Regions from separate parts of the Xenopus tropicalis genome. Here region 1 is linked to region 2. A link is a contact called in public Hi-C data. All regions are on one chromosome and are shown on one strand. Each heading gives the region's core, a stretch centred on a gene start, on an enhancer-like site or on the middle of the called end of the contact. The rest is flanking DNA. Distances are from core to core; before and after follow the strand shown. Region 1 overlaps aplp2 (amyloid-like protein 2). Region 2 holds the start of aplp2 (amyloid-like protein 2).

Region 1 (2,922 bases), core at 23-2,522, 59 kb before region 2:
GTTTCCTGGCTAAGCATAGCAATCATGACATGCATGTTACATTACATTACAAGACAGAAAGCAACATTCTAGAAGCAGATCTTTTGGGGAAACACACTACTAGAGTACAAATACTAATTTTGTGATTTGCTTAGCGATTTGCAAGGAAAGCTCTGAACATGTTGCCAGAGATACATAGGAAATCCATCATGACCAGCATGTGGAAGAGATTCAGCATTTATTAAAATCCCAGTTGCTATTTGCATGTGCTTCTTACTCAAGAGAATGAAGGAGGGAGTGAAGGAATAAGTGTTATATAAATAGTTAAACTCTGCACAGGATTCTTATAAGGGCTCTAGCACACGGGGAAATTAGTCGCCCGCGACAAATCTCCCTGTTAGCGGGCGACTAATCTCCCCGAATTGCCATCCCACGAAGTTGCCTTGCGAGGCATTTTCGGCGATTTGCCGAAATCGCGCCGTCGCGTGTGCCATCCCACCGGCGACTTACATTTTCGCCAGTGGGATGGCAATTCGGGGAAATTAGTCGCCCGCGAACAGGGAGATTTGTCGCGGGTGACTAATCTCCCTGTGTGCCAGAGCCCTAAGCAGATTTATTTATAACAAAACAACAAAAAAAACCCCATAAATGTAATACATCATTAAAAAGATAGGTACCACCTGTAGTAGGTGTTCTTAAAACCAATTTGTGTTACCAGTGGTAAAACAGTATATAAAAATATAGAAACTGTAGTTTAATAAAAAGGATAAAGATTGTGACCAGATCACGTCAGTACATATTAGGGAGAATGTTGTGTTAGGGTAATAGCAGGCAACAAATATCCCTGAGACGCTTTTCCACTGGCAATAAAGTCAACTGTCTACGCAAAACCTACCTGGTGCTTCATTTTTTCTTAGCTGCCCTAAGTTGCCTCGCAAAGAAACTTGAAAAACCAAGCACTGCATATATTTTACCACAGGCAATTCACTTTATTGCTGGTGATAAAGCATTTCAGGGTGATATGTCGCCAGCAGCAGCCCAGATGTAACTGCAGCCAACAAATCTCCCTGTGTGCAACTGCACTTAGAGATCACAATGAATGATTTCATATAAAGCATCAGGTTGCCACAGCTGCAGAAAACTTCTAGCAGTACATACATTGCATGGGCACCTATTAGATTACTCTAACATGCCTTTGAAACTATGCACCATCGTGCTACATTTCTACAGTATAGGGTTCCCTTTCATCTATGTTGTACTGCATGTTAAACAGCAACACACTGCCTGACAAGATCAAAAAGATCAGGCACTGAAAGGGGAAACAACATAGTTATGGAAATGGTCCGCTTACACCCAATTCTTCTTTTTACATTCAGTAAAACATACTATCCATTTTCACAAAGCCTTGCTGAAATAAATAAGGCAGCTTATTAAAACATCCCTTTAAGTGCTGACATAGTAATCTGTGTAGAGTGGTATGTATGCCAAGTTGTTTAGTAATCTGTGTAGGTTGGCATTAAGTATGTTTAAATTAAAAAATGTATTGATTAAGTTGTAAATGGATATACATAAAGCACAGCTGCAAAAAAAAACAGTATTCATTGTAACCAACTGCTAATTAAACACACAAATGTGCATTTCATACAAATGTGGGTTTAAAGTTTTAAAGGGATAATTAAGCACAAGAGCGAACAAATGCTTTTAAACTTAATGTTGCCATGTGATTACATTGTGTCTTCTAATTTATAAATTGTGGTCTGATATTATTTAGTAGGGATGCACCAAATCCACTTTTTTGAGATTCTTCTTTTCTTTGTAAAGGATTCGGATGAATACTGAACCAAATCCTAATTAGCGTATGCTAATTAGGTTTCGCACTCTAAAAAAATTTGCAACTTCTTTTTTTACATGACAAAAAGTCACGATTGTTTAAAGATCTGGTTCAGCCAGGAACGTGGATTCGGCCAAATTTAAAGCCTGCCGAAAAAGGCTGAATCCCAAATAATAATTCTTATATTTTTAATTCTGTTCCTTTGGACTGAAATCATAAACTGCTCTGCACCTCACTACTATCTCTTCAGCAGTGTTTCTATACTCCATTAATGGCTGACACCTCCACAACCTAACTCTTGGAACACTGGCATACAACTGCCTTAACAGTAAATTGCAGCATTTATTACCCTCTAAATTACCCAGTCACTTAGATTGTATGCTTTACAGGTCAGGAACGTCTTTCTGAATTAAACAATTAAAGAAACATCTTAACTTGCAAAACAGTTGCAACCGTTTCACTTACAGCATTTTCCAATTCTAGTAACTAGAGCCTAGATATTAAGCATTAATTAAGCATTATTAAGCTAAGTATTAACAAGTAAAGTTCCTTTCCACAGTAGCAATGTATTCTGTATAGTTATGGTCTGTTACTATATTTTCCATAATTCCCATTCTTGTAACTTAGTGACTGTAACAAAACCATATAATTTGTTTCAAATTGGGAGATGGCCATAAGGTAGTTTGAAGATTTCTGGATAACTTTTTTATGAATAAGAAGCCCCATACCTGCATTATAATACATTTATAGAACATATCTATATAACATTCTAGCTGGGATGGACCATCCCAAATGCTAAAGTTCAAACCACCTAAAGCAACCAATGTGTTGGCAGCACTTACTGGTCAGTGGTTTGAAAGGCACAAAGTTTTGAACCTATGCAAACTTTGTGCCTTATTGCATATATATCTTTAGATAAATACCTTTCGTATTAAAGAGTAGGTAGTATAAAAACAAATTATATAAAAGATACATACTTTTTCTAACGTCTAATGTCATTACATTGTTAACCTTTCAAAGCACCAATGACAAGTTATTAGGACTATCTGTGTATGAGGAAATGTATGACAATTCTATCACACTGAACTTCCACCAATATATTCACAGCTCTG
Region 2 (2,909 bases), core at 276-2,775:
ATTACAAAACGCAGTGCATATTTTATCACCATACAGTAAAGTTGCCTTTTATTTAACATTATTTTGCTGAAACAGTATTGCCTTGCTGGCACTGCAGTCAACTGGGTTTGGGGGAAAAAAAAAAATGTGTGTGAGGTTCAGAAAGTATCCACAAATAATCTTTTAAAAGGACCTTTTGTGCAAATGTCAAAACGCAACCCAACACAAGAAAAGTTTCCTTTCATATGAAAAACAAGTACATATCTAAGAAGGTGAAAACCATAAACATCAGATGGCCTAGATTCCAAGACAGAAAATATACACTCCCTCCCAGCTGTTGTTGGACAAATCCAAGTTAGTCATTAATGGACAGCACAATAACCTACCTACAAGTATTAAGTGCTGTAAAAAATTATACAATTCCAATCAGCAATCTTTACAAATATTGAGGAGAAAAACAAACTGATTGTAATTCCAAGCCTTATCCACTTAAACCAGATTGCTAACAAGGGTTATATGGTAGATGCAGAGATTTCATATAAATATTGCAGAGGGATGTATGTACCTAATCTGATTGTGAGAAACTGGAGACAAAACAGAAAAGGCTTTACAGACTCCTTTCAGCTCTGGGATAATCATTTAATTCATGTAACCAGTTCTCTACCAGAGGCACAAACAGACGCAGCCTGTTCTTCCCATTCTGTACAGTATCAGATCCCATTCGATTAATAATGCTTAATGGCTTAGCGGGTAATCTCCCCAAAAATGGAAATAATCAGCCTTTCAAAATCCCCTAAAAAATCCTAATGCCTTCTCTATGTAAAGCCACACTTGAATCGAAAGAACTGGCACAACCACCACCTTTACAGAGGCATCCTCTAACTGTGCCAGGAAGGGAATGAAAAGGCAGTGGGTGGAGTGGAGCCATTAGAACTAAAGGATATCCTGAGAGACAAATGGGAAGTTAACCATTCCCCTACCAAGGTAGCAAGGCGCAAGATTCATCAACCTGGGCTAATTACGCAGTCCTAATAAAACGTCATTTTAACCATGCACAGCATCCCTGAGGGATCTTGGTCGCAGCAATGTCAGTCTCTCCAAGCTCCCGCAGCAGGACGGGCCAAGGCGCAGGCTCTCTCTGGATTAAAACGCCTTTGCCCCCCAACAGGACATAGGTTAGACAACAATCCATTCCCATTCTCCGCAGGTATACAGTAGGGTTCCGAAATTCCCTGCTTAAAATGTAGAAGCAGCATTTAAACAAATCAGAAAAATAGCTCGTAACGCAGCCCAGCCTACATTTATCAACCTTACAGGTTCCATTGGTTTGTACCGAAGCAGTGATTAATCAAAGGGGAACCTGACTAATAAAAGGCTTACCTCAATATAACCGGCTAGTGCTGGAACTAATATCACAGCTATCACAGCGAACAGCGTAGGTGGGGTCCCCATATCAATGTCTCCCACGCCCGATAACTCCTCTCGCCACAGCTTCCACTACCAGACTGAAGAACCTTACCCAACCGCATCGAAAGCTCTAAGCGCATCCGGAATTGACGTCACCAAATCCAGGTGCCGCCCAGAACCACGCCCGTTCACCCAGAAAGTAAACACACGCCCACAGCGCTGCGGATCCTGGCATCCACTGTTCAGCCAATGGGAGAAGAGGCTATGCCTCCACGCTCATCGCCCACCCCAATAGAAGGTAATTTAGCTATTTGTCCATCTTATTTGGCCCCGCCCCTTCAGTTGCGGCGCTTATGTCTAGGTATTTGGGGTTGCTCATTTATCAATGGAATGTTACGCCCCTATGTCCATGTTTGGACAAGTCAACAAAGGCTGCTCAGTGAAACCCACTTCGTTGTTTGGAGAGGTCAGCTGCTGTAGGGAGGGTTGCCTGAAATCCTAGTTTCTTACCCTTGCAGTGGACTTTTCGTTTTTCTATCTGGGACAAGGCTTTGTTTTCTATCTGAGAAGGCTATTTTGCAATTTATATACATACACAAACACACGCAAACAACGTATTTAACAAGAATTTATGGAGTTCTTATTATGTTTCCAAACCTGAACCCACACCCAATCTGCAAAATGTTGCAATTGTAGAACACATATCCAAGCCATACCCATGTCTTTCCACTCTGTACACTACCTTAGGTTCCAAGACAGGAAAACTTTGGGAGCAGGGGAAGAGTTTACTTTTCCCAGTCTGACCCACACCCAACCCAAACCCACAATGGTTGCCCAAATGTGTACTCTAATCCACCTGACCTAAGGGTAAACCTGCACGTTACTACAAAACAAGTTTAGTCTTTGCTGTCATGCTTTGACAGATATTCAAACTTGTTTACAAAAATGGTTGCAGCCATGAAAATCAAAATAAATAGACACTAAACAATGGGGTTCAGTGTCCAACAATAGGTCTTTCTCTGTGCAGTTCCTGGGTGCATCTGAATTTCTGTTTTGGATTGATCTGCTGGTCCTGACTATGCTGATTGCTGCCTGTCTTGACCTTTTGCCTAAATGAAACTTTGAGCTGTTAACTGCTTGGATATTGTGTATTGGACTTTCTAAACTCAGCTTCCTCCTTGGTCCAGACTTCAACCATAGGCCATTGGACCTTGATACAAACACAGCACAAAGTCCCGGGTCAAGGGCGGCTCAAATTTAGAGGCGGCATGCTGTCCAGCTGCACTTGATCTTTGCTGGAGATTCCTGCACATCCTGTCCCCAGTGCTCTGTGTGCAAGATAAATGGATGCACATGTGTGCGATCTTTGGGTGGGGCAGAGGGGGTGAGAAATGTCATGCCTCTAACAGTGCTAAATGGACAAAGAAGGTGTTTGTCCTTTTATCTTCTCTTTAAAGGAACAATAACATCAAAAAATTCAAGTGTATAAAAGAAATTCCAATATAATGGACTGCTGGCCTGCA

What was found. A called contact is a pair of places that touch in the nucleus more often than the background predicts.
Region 1: a contact with region 2 is called in a Hi-C map of gastrula embryo, with 1.6 times the contacts expected there. The contact joins the enhancer-like site here to the promoter of aplp2 in region 2. A contact is called at or near these places in 3 of 5 Hi-C or Micro-C datasets (brain, gastrula embryo and neurula embryo).

Annotation. Positions count from the first base shown.
Region 1 is chr7:73,293,736-73,296,657 of UCB_Xtro_10.0, reverse strand. All of the region lies in intron 7 of aplp2 (amyloid-like protein 2), which reads right to left. Among named protein-coding and RNA genes, the nearest start is that of panx3, 40 kb to the left of the region's middle. Within about 2 kb of position 1,272, at least 2 of the 11 cell types and tissues checked have an H3K27ac peak or open chromatin away from gene starts, as enhancers often do. A contact at or near this core is called in gastrula embryo, where this site is marked.
Region 2 is chr7:73,235,373-73,238,281 of UCB_Xtro_10.0, reverse strand. aplp2 (amyloid-like protein 2) reads right to left here and starts at 1,525. Exons shown (of 17, transcript XM_018095937.2): 1 at 1,360-1,525. The coding sequence starts at 1,431.